Regions from separate parts of the Sus scrofa genome. Here region 2 is linked to region 1. The links are chromatin contacts, called in public HiChIP or PLAC-seq maps. All regions are on one chromosome and are shown on one strand. The core of a region is the stretch at or near the end of the contact, and the rest is flanking DNA. Distances in the headings are between cores, read along the strand shown.

Region 1 (5,119 bases), core at 880-3,379:
CAGAACACGGAGAAGGAGAGTTAGTGAAGTGGGAAGAAAACCATGTAAGTGTGAGGACGTGCAAACTCTGTCAGTCTGCTAGGGCTGCCATAACAAACTATTACAGACTGACTTGACAACAGTAGTTAATTTTATTACAGTTCTCCAAACCTGGAAGTCCAAGATCAAGATGTTGGCAGGTTTGCTTTCCTCTGAGGCTTCTCTTTTTGGCTTGCACATAGCTGCCTCACGTGGCCTTTCCTCCGCTTGCTCGTGAGTCCCTGGGTTTTCTTTCTCTTCTAGTAAGGACACTAACTATTTTGGATTAGGGCCACATCTGTATGAATTAACTCTAATTACATGTTTAAATACCCCTATTTCCAAAAAACAGTCACACTGGGAGTAAGGGTTTCTTCTTAATTTTTTTTTTTTTTTTTTTGGCTCTTTAGGGCAGAATTGTGGCACATGGAGGTTTCAGGCTAGGGGTCGAATCTGAGCTGTAGCCACCGGCCTAGGCCATAGCTACAGCAACTCCGGATCAGAACCTCATCTGGGACCTATACCACAGCTCATGGCAATACTGGATCCTTAACCCACTGAGTGAGGCCAGGGATCAAACCTGCGTCTTCACAGAAACTAGTCAGATTTGTTTCTGCTGAGCCGCGGTGGGAATTCCAAAGAGAGTTAGGGTTTCAATATAAGAATAATGGAGGAATACAGTTCCATCCATAACAGAAGACTAGGGAAAAAATTGTTTCTAGAAGGAAGAAGAGGTCAACTGTGTCAAATGCAGCTGAGAAGCTGAGCACTGTAATAGTGCTTTACTGGTTTTGGCAATAAGTAGGTCATTGTATCCTTGGTCAGAGTCTTAAGTAAAGACCAGAGTAAATCGAGGAGAGACGGAAGGTGAGGAAGTGGAGAAACAAGTATAGCAAATTTTTTTCAAGTTTTGCTGTCAAAGAGATTTTAAAATTGGGATAGGAGTTCCCATCGAAGCTCAGTGCTTAACGAATCTGACTAGGAACCATGAGGTTGCGGGTTCGATCCCTGGCCTTGCTCAGTGGGTTAAGGATCCGGTGTTGCAGTGAGCTGTGGCGTGGGTCGCAGATGCAGCTTGGATCTTGCGATGCTGTAGCTCTGGCGTAGGACGGTGGCTATAGCTCTGATTGGACTCCATGTGCCGCAGGAACGGCTCAAGAAAAGGCAAAAAGACAAAAAATAAAATAAAATAAAAAATAAAAAAATAAAATTGGAATGGTAGGAGGAGAAAAGTTTGTGTGGGGGGGTCATAGAAGAATAAAAAAAGAAGTGGCATTAAAGTATATTTGTAAGTTAAAAGGGATGATCCAGAAGAAAGAAAATTGTGATGCAGATTCATTGAGTAGGGAAAAAAAAAAATTCTGATGCAGGAGAATTAGGAAAGGATAGTAAGAGTAGAATCCCTGAAAAGACTAAGATGATGAAATTCAATACAAAAGTAGAGGGTTTGGCCTTAGATGGCTGGGGTCTGTCCCGCACAAAAGTGAAGTTCGAATTTAGCACTCATTACATAATTTGCATGAAACTGCGCAAAATGACAATGCGGGGTTGGGGGTGGGGCTCTTGTTAAAAAATATTAAGAGTCTCAGGACTGCAGCAGAAGAGCATTAACCCCAGCACCAAGGGACTTTCTAAGTCCGGGTCCCCTGCGACTGCACAATTTGTATGGAGTATGTGATGACAACAGGGGTAGGCTGTCTTTTGGGGCAAGTTCCCTTCTCCTTTCTGGGCCTCAGTTGGCCGATGGAAAACTTGGAAGAGATGATTAAGAACGCTTTACCGTTCTACAAGCTCAGCGGTCACTCTCAAGGCGTAAATTCAAAGTTTGTGCTTTTTCAACTTTCAGGCCCGCGTGATTTGAGCCCAGGGTTTTCTGGAAGGCTCCAAAAGGTTCCTGGTGACCATAGCAACTCACACCAAACTCAGAGGCCTTCGACTCCGCCCACCGCTCACGGACGCGCTCTTTGATTGGCTCAGCAAGTCGACCAATGGTCAGTGAAGCGGGCTGCTTGCCGCACGGTCAATGGCCGCTGGCCACAAGGGAGGCGGGAGGAGAGAGCAGGCGGGCGGGCCAAGGCAGCGGGGCGCGTGCGTGTTTCCGTCTCCGCTGCGGAAGGCGGAGGACTGAAACCGTTGCACCGGACGCGACCCGAAGGCGCCGAGAGCGCGGGACGCGAGAGCAGAGCTCAGATTTCGGAGCGTGGCTAGCAGCTGGCAAGATGGGTGGAGACCAGGAGGAGGATCGTTTCGACGGCATGTTGTTGGCGATGGCGCAGCAGCACGAGGGAGGCGTGCAGGAGGTAACGACCCGCTCGGCATTGGCTTGGCCTGGCCCACCCAGGCGGCCCAGCCACTCTCTTTCCTCCCTTCGCTGCCTTCGAGAGACGAGATCCACCCCTGGGCCTTGCGGGCTTTAGGATCCCGCATTCTCATTGCACCCCAGCTTCTAGTCTGGCCTCCCCGCCGCAAGTCTTGCGCTCGGACCAGTTCTGGATCCCTGGGGCCCCTCAGTAGTTACCATCTTAACAGCTCTGGCATCCCTTTATCTGCCCCTGGGAAGGCCCGAGTCTTGGAATCCCTTCCCCCTCTTTAGTCTCCAACCTGCTTCCGGCCCTTTTCCCCTCTGGTGGCCGCCCCCAAAGAACATCCTTTAGGATGTTCTAGGCATTGAGATTTGCATGTACCAAGACTTGGGGCGAGCGGAAGAATGTATGCGATGTGTGGGGGTGGGGGGGGTGATATTAACACGTGGTCTTTCTAGATCTTGAATGAGAGAATAGGAGGCGTGTTTTGCATTTCCTAACAACTTGGACTGTTTCATGTCTCCAAGCTTCAGTTTCTTTCTTTGAGACAGAGCTACGAATCCTTACTTCCTGAATTTGTAGGAGAGTAGTGTCTTGAAGTGAAGGACAGTGAAGAATTCTCGGTAATCAGACTCGAACATTCAACAAGTGTTTGTTGAGTAATTGATGTGTGCAAGAACATAATTCATGCTTAGTGACCAAACCCAATAACATGTGTAGGAAAAGGATAAGGACCAACTAGTAAAGATTCTGGAGTTGGTTTTTTGGACGATGGAAAGTTAAACGTAGCAAAACCTATCAAGATTAGTCTTTCTTTAAAGAAACTGAAGGAGCTTGCCCAAGCTCATCCAACAGGCTCCTGGCTTAGAGGGGACCAGAATCCTTAGGCCAGTGTGTGCTTTCCACAGTCCATTGTTGATTCTGTGTCTCATTGGAGCCTTCCATTCCCATTCTCATTCAGGTCCCTGTGGGAAGAGTGCTACTAATTTGCAGATGTGAAAGTCTCCCTTCTCCTACCCCCCTAAATTGTTGTTGCACCTGGATTTGGAAGTGAGTTCATTTTTGAGTGAATTGAAAAAGTGTCCAGAAGCAGGAATTGAAACTGTTGAGATAAATTCTAGCGTCAGATTTAGAACCTCTCACTTGGGCAAATAAAAGGGCTTATTTATATGTGCCAACCCTCAGTCATCACTAGATCTTTTTGCTCAGCAAAAGTTTTCTGAGCATGCACTCTGAGCCAGGTCTGGTGCCAGGCCTTGGGGATGTACACAGAGTCATGGTTCATGGTGCCTACTTGTGAGGAGCTCTCTCTGTGGCCGAGGTTCTTTAGCCAGACGCTATTAAGGACCTCACCTGCATGTCTTCCTTTGGTCCTCTCAAGGATCCTCACGTGTATCCCTAGAAATTGGTCCTGCTGCTATTTCTGTTTCATAGAGTTAAGACACTGTCCCCAGGTCACAGAGCTAATGTATATCAATCTAATGGCCAAAACGATGCTCTTTTTTTTTTTCCTTTTTAGGGCCACACCCATGGCATATGGAAGTTCACAGGCTAGGGTTTGAATCAGAGCTGCAGCTGCCAGCCTATGCCACAGTCATAGCAACGCCAGATCCAAGCCATGTCTGTGACCTGCACCACAGCCCACTGCAACGCTCGATCTTTACCCCACTGAGCAAGGCCAGGGATCGAACCCATGTCCTCATGAATATTAGTTGCGTTCATAAGCACTGAGCCACAACGGGAACTCCCAAACCGACGCACTTAACAACTTGACTGCACTGATGCACCCAGCCAGAGTTAGCTGGTTTTGGAGTTCCCTGGTGGCCTGGTGGTTATGGATCCAGTGTTGTCCATGCTGTGGCTTGATTTTGATCCCTGGCCCCAGGAGCTTCTGTAGCTAACCTCCCTCCTCCCCTCAAAGAAAAAAACACCAGAGTTAGTGGGTCTTAACCTTCTTTGAAGTGGCCTTCTTTGTTCTCTCCTTCCAGCTCTGCCCTAGTAACTCAGCCAGCGCCACTCTGGATGGGCTTTTTGCTACATGGAGAGGAAAGCTAGGCCCCAGGCATTTCAAACCTGGATGCAGTGCCCCATATCCTCAGGCTGCTTCTAGCATCACAAAAAATGTGAAATACACATATGCATATACACAAGAAATGAGAATTCTCCCTTTCTGTTGCTCTAGATCAGGTTAGGTTAGGCTTCCTGGCAGAAGTAACTAAGGCAGGGCTGTTGGGGGGGATGTTTTCCCAGTTGGGAGGCTCAGGGTTGAAATGGTCCAGTCCCAAGTTCCTTCCTAGGTGAAGGAGGTTGCTTGTGTGTGGTTAAGGGGCTCCCTGTATGGCACCTCTACAGCTTCAGTCTTTTGCCTTCTGTCTTTCAGCTTGTGAACACTTTCTTCAGCTTCCTTCGTCGCAAAACAGACTTTTTTGTTGGAGGAGAAGAGGGGATGGCAGAGAAGGTGAGTGTTGGCGAGCTTACCTGGCCTTCCTTTGGCATAATAATAACCTTTCGCAGAAGTTAACACGCCAAGGGCAAGAGTTGGGGAAGGAAAGCATTTACTGTCATTTATTGAAGTCCCTTTCCTTGCCAAGTGCTTTATCTACCCTGCTTTCCATGGTCCTTTAGCAGTTTGAGAGGGGCAGCTGTTACTATCTCCGTTTACAAAGGAGAACGTTGCTCCGAGTTATGAGAGACAGGTTGGAACCAGAGTCTGTTGTAAAACTGCCTTCTGGCCCTGGCATCACGCTTCTTGGTTTCTTTTCTACTGTGGAGGTTTTATCTAATTACCTAGCTGGGAG
Region 2 (5,513 bases), core at 1,126-3,625, 640 kb after region 1:
TGAGGTTATGGGTTTGATCCCTGGCCTTGTTCAGTGGGTTAAGAATGTGAGATGTGGTGTAGGTCACAGATGAACTTCAGATCTGGTGTTGCGGTGGCTGTGCTGTAGGCTGGCAGCTGTAGCTCTGATTTGACCCCTAGCCTGGGAACCTCCATATGCCACGGGTGTGGACCAAAAAAAACAGAAAGACCAAAAATAAATAAATAAATAAATAAATAAATAAATAGAGGTGAAATTCACACAATACAAAATTAATCATTTTAAAGAGAACAATTCAGTGGCAGTTAGTACATTCACAGTGCCGTGCAACCACCACCTCTAACTAGTTCCAAGACATTTTCATCATTCCAAAGTAAAACCCCTTACCTGTTAAAACACTTTTCCTCCATTACCCTCCATGTACTATTTTTTTTTTTTTTTTTTTTTTTTTTGGTCTTTTTGCTATTTCTTGGGCCACTCCCGCGGCATATGGAGGTTCCCAGGCTAGGGGTAGAATCGGAGCTGTAGCCACCAGCCTACGCCAGAGCCACAGCAACGCGGGATCCAAGACGCGTCTGCGACCTACACCACAGCTCACGGCAACGCCGGATCCTTAACCCACTGAGTAAGGGCAGGGACCGAACCCGCAACCTCATGGTTCCCAGTCGGACTCGTTAACCACTGCGCCACGACGGGAACTCCCATGTACTATTTTTGACCCCCCACAATCACCCAATTGTACCACGGAGGAAAGTGAGGCTCTGAGAAACTCAGCCAAAGTGAGAAGTTCAGAAGTTCAAGTTTACATAGCTAGTAAATATGGAGCAGTGACTTTGAACTTCAGTTTTCTGACTCCAGCGCCTAAATATTTGATTATACACATCTTTGGGCAAACTCACAATGGGGGGGGAGGGGGGGCTGGATTTGGATATCAGGGAGAGTAATTTTGGGGAGGCAGGGATTTATAAGCCACAAATGCGCCCTCAGTTGCTGTGGAAAAAAAAAAAAGCACGTTGAGGTAAAATTGCAGTTAGTACTGTTCAAGCGGTTGGCAGAGCTAAACCTAATCTCAGCCTAAGAGCAGCTATAGGCAGAGACTTGGAAAGGTCAGCACTGCAGGAAGCTTTGCCAAAGCCTCAAGAACCAAAAGTATGGGAGTTCCTCTTGTGGTTCAGTGGTAAGGAAACCCACTAGTATCCATGAGGTTGCAGCTTCCATCCCTGGCCTTGCCCAGTGGGTTAAAGGATCCCATGTTGCCTCGAGCTGCGGTGTCGTTCCCAAACGCAGCTCAGATCTGGCATTACTGTGGTCGCGCGACTCGGATTCTTGACCCCTAGCCTGGGAACTTCAATAGGCCCTGGGTGTGGCCATAATAGGACAAAAACAAACAAGCAACAAAACAAACAAAAAACCACAAGTTTGCAATTCCTTGGACTACCCCTAGATGCCCCAGGCAGGGAGCAGTTAGGACACGTAGCTAGGATAGGAGGGCGTAGCTCGCCTTCCGGCCGGGCCTAACCAGGAAATGCCTGGCAGTTCAAGAAAGAAGCTGAGGGTGCGTCTGGATTAGACACAGTAGGAAGCAGGCCTCAGACCAGTTGCATCCCACTCTGACGGGGCCTCTGGGGCGCGAGGGCTCTCAGAGGTGGAAGGCTTCTCCTTAGTATCCGTCTTCTCCCTCCTAGAGGAGCTGTCATCACTCTAGCAGCCAGAAGGCCCTGTGTAGAAACAACACAGGGGTGCTCTCTCTGGGGCCACTCTATTTCTCTCTGCAGGTCAGCGACCCTAGAGTTTTCCGTTTTTAGGGGTCTCAGAGGGCACTCCTCTAAGTTGCCTCTCAGGGTTCCCTCCTGGCCCTCCAGTGGGAGGGCCGTGAGGGCCCCTCCTGCCCGGATGATGGAGGCTTCTTCTCACAAGCTCATCTTCACGCACCGGGTGGCGACAGAGGTCTGGTTCAACCATGCAACACACTCCACCCAACCCGCTGCCAGGGGGCAACTCCATGGAAACTGAAACCTCACAACTCCGTGGAGGTATCGCGAGAAGCGCGGTTGCGCCAGCGGCCGGGGAGAGGAGGAGCGAAGGCGGGAACCGAGAGCGAAGTGGGAGGAGTCTTAGGCGCTTCCGAGGTTCCCGGCGGGAGACCGTCCCTCCCAGCGGCGCCCCCGCGTGACTGCGCTTTACATAATCGAGGCCGCGCGCGTCATAAGTGGCGTACTCGAGTCCAGACCGAATCAGAGTCGTAAGAAGCTCCGTGTCCCGCCCCTTCGTGCTTGATAGACGTCTAAATGAACCAGTGAACGGGCGTTCAGCGCCGCCGCGCCCGCCCTGGTCCGCCCGCACCCGAGGGCCCGCCCGCCTGCCGCAGCCCGCAGCCTGCCGCCAGGTTGTACCTCAGACTGTCAGATAAAGCGGCGGGCCGGGCCGGCGGGGCGGTGAGCACGGCCCGGGCCGGACATGGCGGCGCTCTACGCCTGCACCAAGTGCCACCAGCGCTTCCCCTTCGAGGCGCTGTCTCAGGGGCAGCAGCTGTGCAAGGTGCGCGGGCTGGGGCGGCGGCCGGGAACTGGGACGCTGGAGGCGCGGCCCGGAGCTCCCGGTTCTGCGGGGACGCCCGGCGGGGTCCCTCGGGCAGGGCGTGGCTGGCTCACAGAACTGAGAAACCGTACCCGCCCCATTGGGGGTCGGCGAGGCATGTAGGGGAGATCCAGGCCCTATCCGGGCCCCCGCGGCGGGCGTGTCCGGGCGCTTAGCAACCGCGAGGGATTGTTCTCTGACCCTCCGAGGTCGGGGGAGGGGACAGCGGGTCCCCCTCACGCCCCTGACAAGCCGCGCCCTAGGTCGCTCTTGGGCTGGCTTCCCCGCTGCCGGGGTCTGCCTGGTTTCAGGCTTAGGGACCCCGTGCCTCGCCTGGGACTGAACTCCAGAGTTGGGTGCTGCCTGGGAGGATCGTCTCGAACTCGGGCGTCTCACGGGCACCTCTCAGCCAGTTTCGGAGTGGGACATAGTGAGGCTTTATAATAAAGCCCCACTGTCAAGCTCACGAGGCAAAAGGATGATTTTTCAGCATCTAGTTAGTGACCTTCGGTCCTCGCCCTAACCAGCCGCTGATCAGTTTTTACCCCGAAGGTCCAAGTTCTCTTTTTTCGTTTTAAGTTGCTTCATCTTGTTTTGCCTATTTAAATGAGTAGAGGTGTTGTGAGGATACAGTAAAAGTCACTAAGCCAACTGGAGAGTGATGTTGAGATATCCCCAAATAATCCAGAGTTTGTGTCTCTGGTATGGATAACTCATAATTGTATGTCATTATTGCCTCAAATAGCCAGGACTTCTTCACTTTTTGTTTACTATTTATGAGAGAACTCAAAAACTCAAATGTTTGAGTGCCTTTTTTGGACATATATATATATATACATGTATATTTAATCATGTGTTTGTGTGTGTGTATATATACATACATATGTATGTTTTTTAGGGCAGTTTTATGTTTGTGAGCAATAATGAATTTAATTCAGCACTTTGATTTCAAAAGTGAACCTGCTGAAAAGAATCACACAGTGGCAGAGGGAGAACCGGACTAGAATCCAGGGCTTCTGATTCCTAGTCTGTGACTTATTCATACTTTTGTTTCACAATTTATGACTAGTTCCATATAAATTCTTACTTAACTCCCACATCAATGCAGGGTGGTGATGCCAGAATCACAGAAGAAAGAAATTAGTCCTAGAAAGTTTAAGTGACTAACTCAAGCACAGTGGATATGCTTGGAATAGTACCCAGGTCTCTGCCTCCTACTGAAGGCTGTTTCCATTTCTGACTGCCTTTTAAAATTATATCCTCATTTCATTTCAGGAATGTCGGATTGCACACCCTGTTGTGAAGTGCACCTACTGTAGGACTGAGTACCAGCAGGAGAGGTACAGTTTTCCTTAACCATGAAATATGTTAGCAGACTTTTCTTCTTAAAATCTGTAATTTATTGCATTTCAATATCCAGATCTGTAATCATTTGCATTATAACATACAGATCTGTAATCAATTGCATTACACACAGATTCTGATAATTTACTGTTTATAAGACAGTCAATGGAGGTAAAATACACATGTTGGTTCCCTAGTTATCCATTGATTGCTTAAATTATTATTTTTCAGATTTTTGATAGTTTTATATTGTGGCTTTGATCTTTTTGATAGTAAGAAACCAATCCCATAACAACGTAAGCCTCATGTTCTAGTATGTTTTCATACGAAGCTTGAAGAATTTATAAGCCAAAGGAAGAACTTTTAGAAATGTGATAATCCTGACAAATGGTTTGTTAGCCCTGGTCACATTTGAAACTTATTTGCCTTTACACTTGCTTGTGTGAATCTCATTTTGAAAAGTGTGAAAAACACTTAGGTGTGAATGAACACACATCTTTGGGGGACTTTTTAATAACAAAGTGGCTTATTGGTATAGTAGTTCCACTTTTGTGGAACTGCAACTGTGGGTGATACTGTCTTCAGCAGGGTGGAGTCAGTTTTCGAGCTCACACATAGACCTAGAAGCCTAATTTTAATCAGCCTCATTTCAATTCTAGGAATATTTTCCCCATTTTGTTATGAGTATTTTCAAACAAAACAAATTTTTTTTTTTTTTTTTTTTTTTTTTTTTTTTTTTTTTTTTTTTTTTTTTTTTTTTTTTTTTTTTCACAAAACAAGGTTGAAAAAACTAGACAAAAACACCCATCTACCCACTATTTAGATTCTATAATTTACATTTACTATTATTTGCATCTATCCCTCTCTGTCAGTATATTAATCTGTCTTCTTTGTGATGCATTTGAAAGTTGTGGACATCAATGTACTTGATCCTAAACACTTAAGCATGCATATCATTAACTAGAGTCCAATATTTGCTTATGGCTTTTAAATTATTTTATTTTATTACTCTTTTTTTTAGGGTCACACCCACGGCATATGGAGGTTCCCAGGCTAGGGGTCTAATTGGAGCCGTAGCCACCAGCCTATGCCACAGCCACAGTAACTCGGGATCCAAGCCATGTCTGCGACCTACACCACAGCTCATGGCAACGCAATGCCGGATCCTTAACCCACTGAGCGAGGCCAGGGATTGAACCTGAGTCCTCAAGGATGTTAGTAGATTCGTTTTCACTGAGCCACAATGATAACTCTTAAATTTTTTTAGAGTTAAAATTTGTGCACAGTGAAGTGCTCAAATCTTAATTGCATCATTCAGTGAGTTTTACAAACAGTATACATCTGTGTAACCCCAAACACCATCAAAATATAAAACATTATTATCACCCCAGAGAGTCTTTTCACACCCCATCCCAGTTAATTCCTACCTTCCATGCTTTTTCCAAGTAACTACTGTTTTGATTTTCTCTTCCACAGTAGATTAGTTTTACCTATTCTGGAACTTCATATAAATGGAAATATATGGAATATCCTCTAGATGCTTGATATTTTAGCTTTTACATTTAGGCCTATGATCCATCTCAAATTAGTTTTTGTGTGTAGGGTGAGATATG

What was found. HiChIP or PLAC-seq counts read pairs in DNA pulled down with a chosen protein or histone mark.
Region 2: an H3K27ac HiChIP or PLAC-seq map of alveolar macrophages shows a contact between it and region 1. The contact joins the promoter of FAM76A here to the promoter of NUDC in region 1. A contact is called at or near these places in 1 of 5 promoter capture datasets (liver) and 1 of 2 datasets of contacts at active chromatin or transcription factors (alveolar macrophages).

Annotation. Positions count from the first base shown.
Region 1 is chr6:84,236,566-84,241,684 of Sscrofa11.1, forward strand. It overlaps NUDC (nuclear distribution C, dynein complex regulator), which reads left to right and starts at 2,130. Exons shown (of 9, transcript NM_001243803.1): 1 at 2,130-2,318; 2 at 4,702-4,779. The coding sequence starts at 2,238.
Region 2 is chr6:84,877,719-84,883,231 of Sscrofa11.1, forward strand. FAM76A (family with sequence similarity 76 member A) reads left to right here and starts at 2,376. Exons shown (of 5, transcript NM_001243460.1): 1 at 2,376-2,517; 2 at 3,832-3,896. The coding sequence starts at 2,437.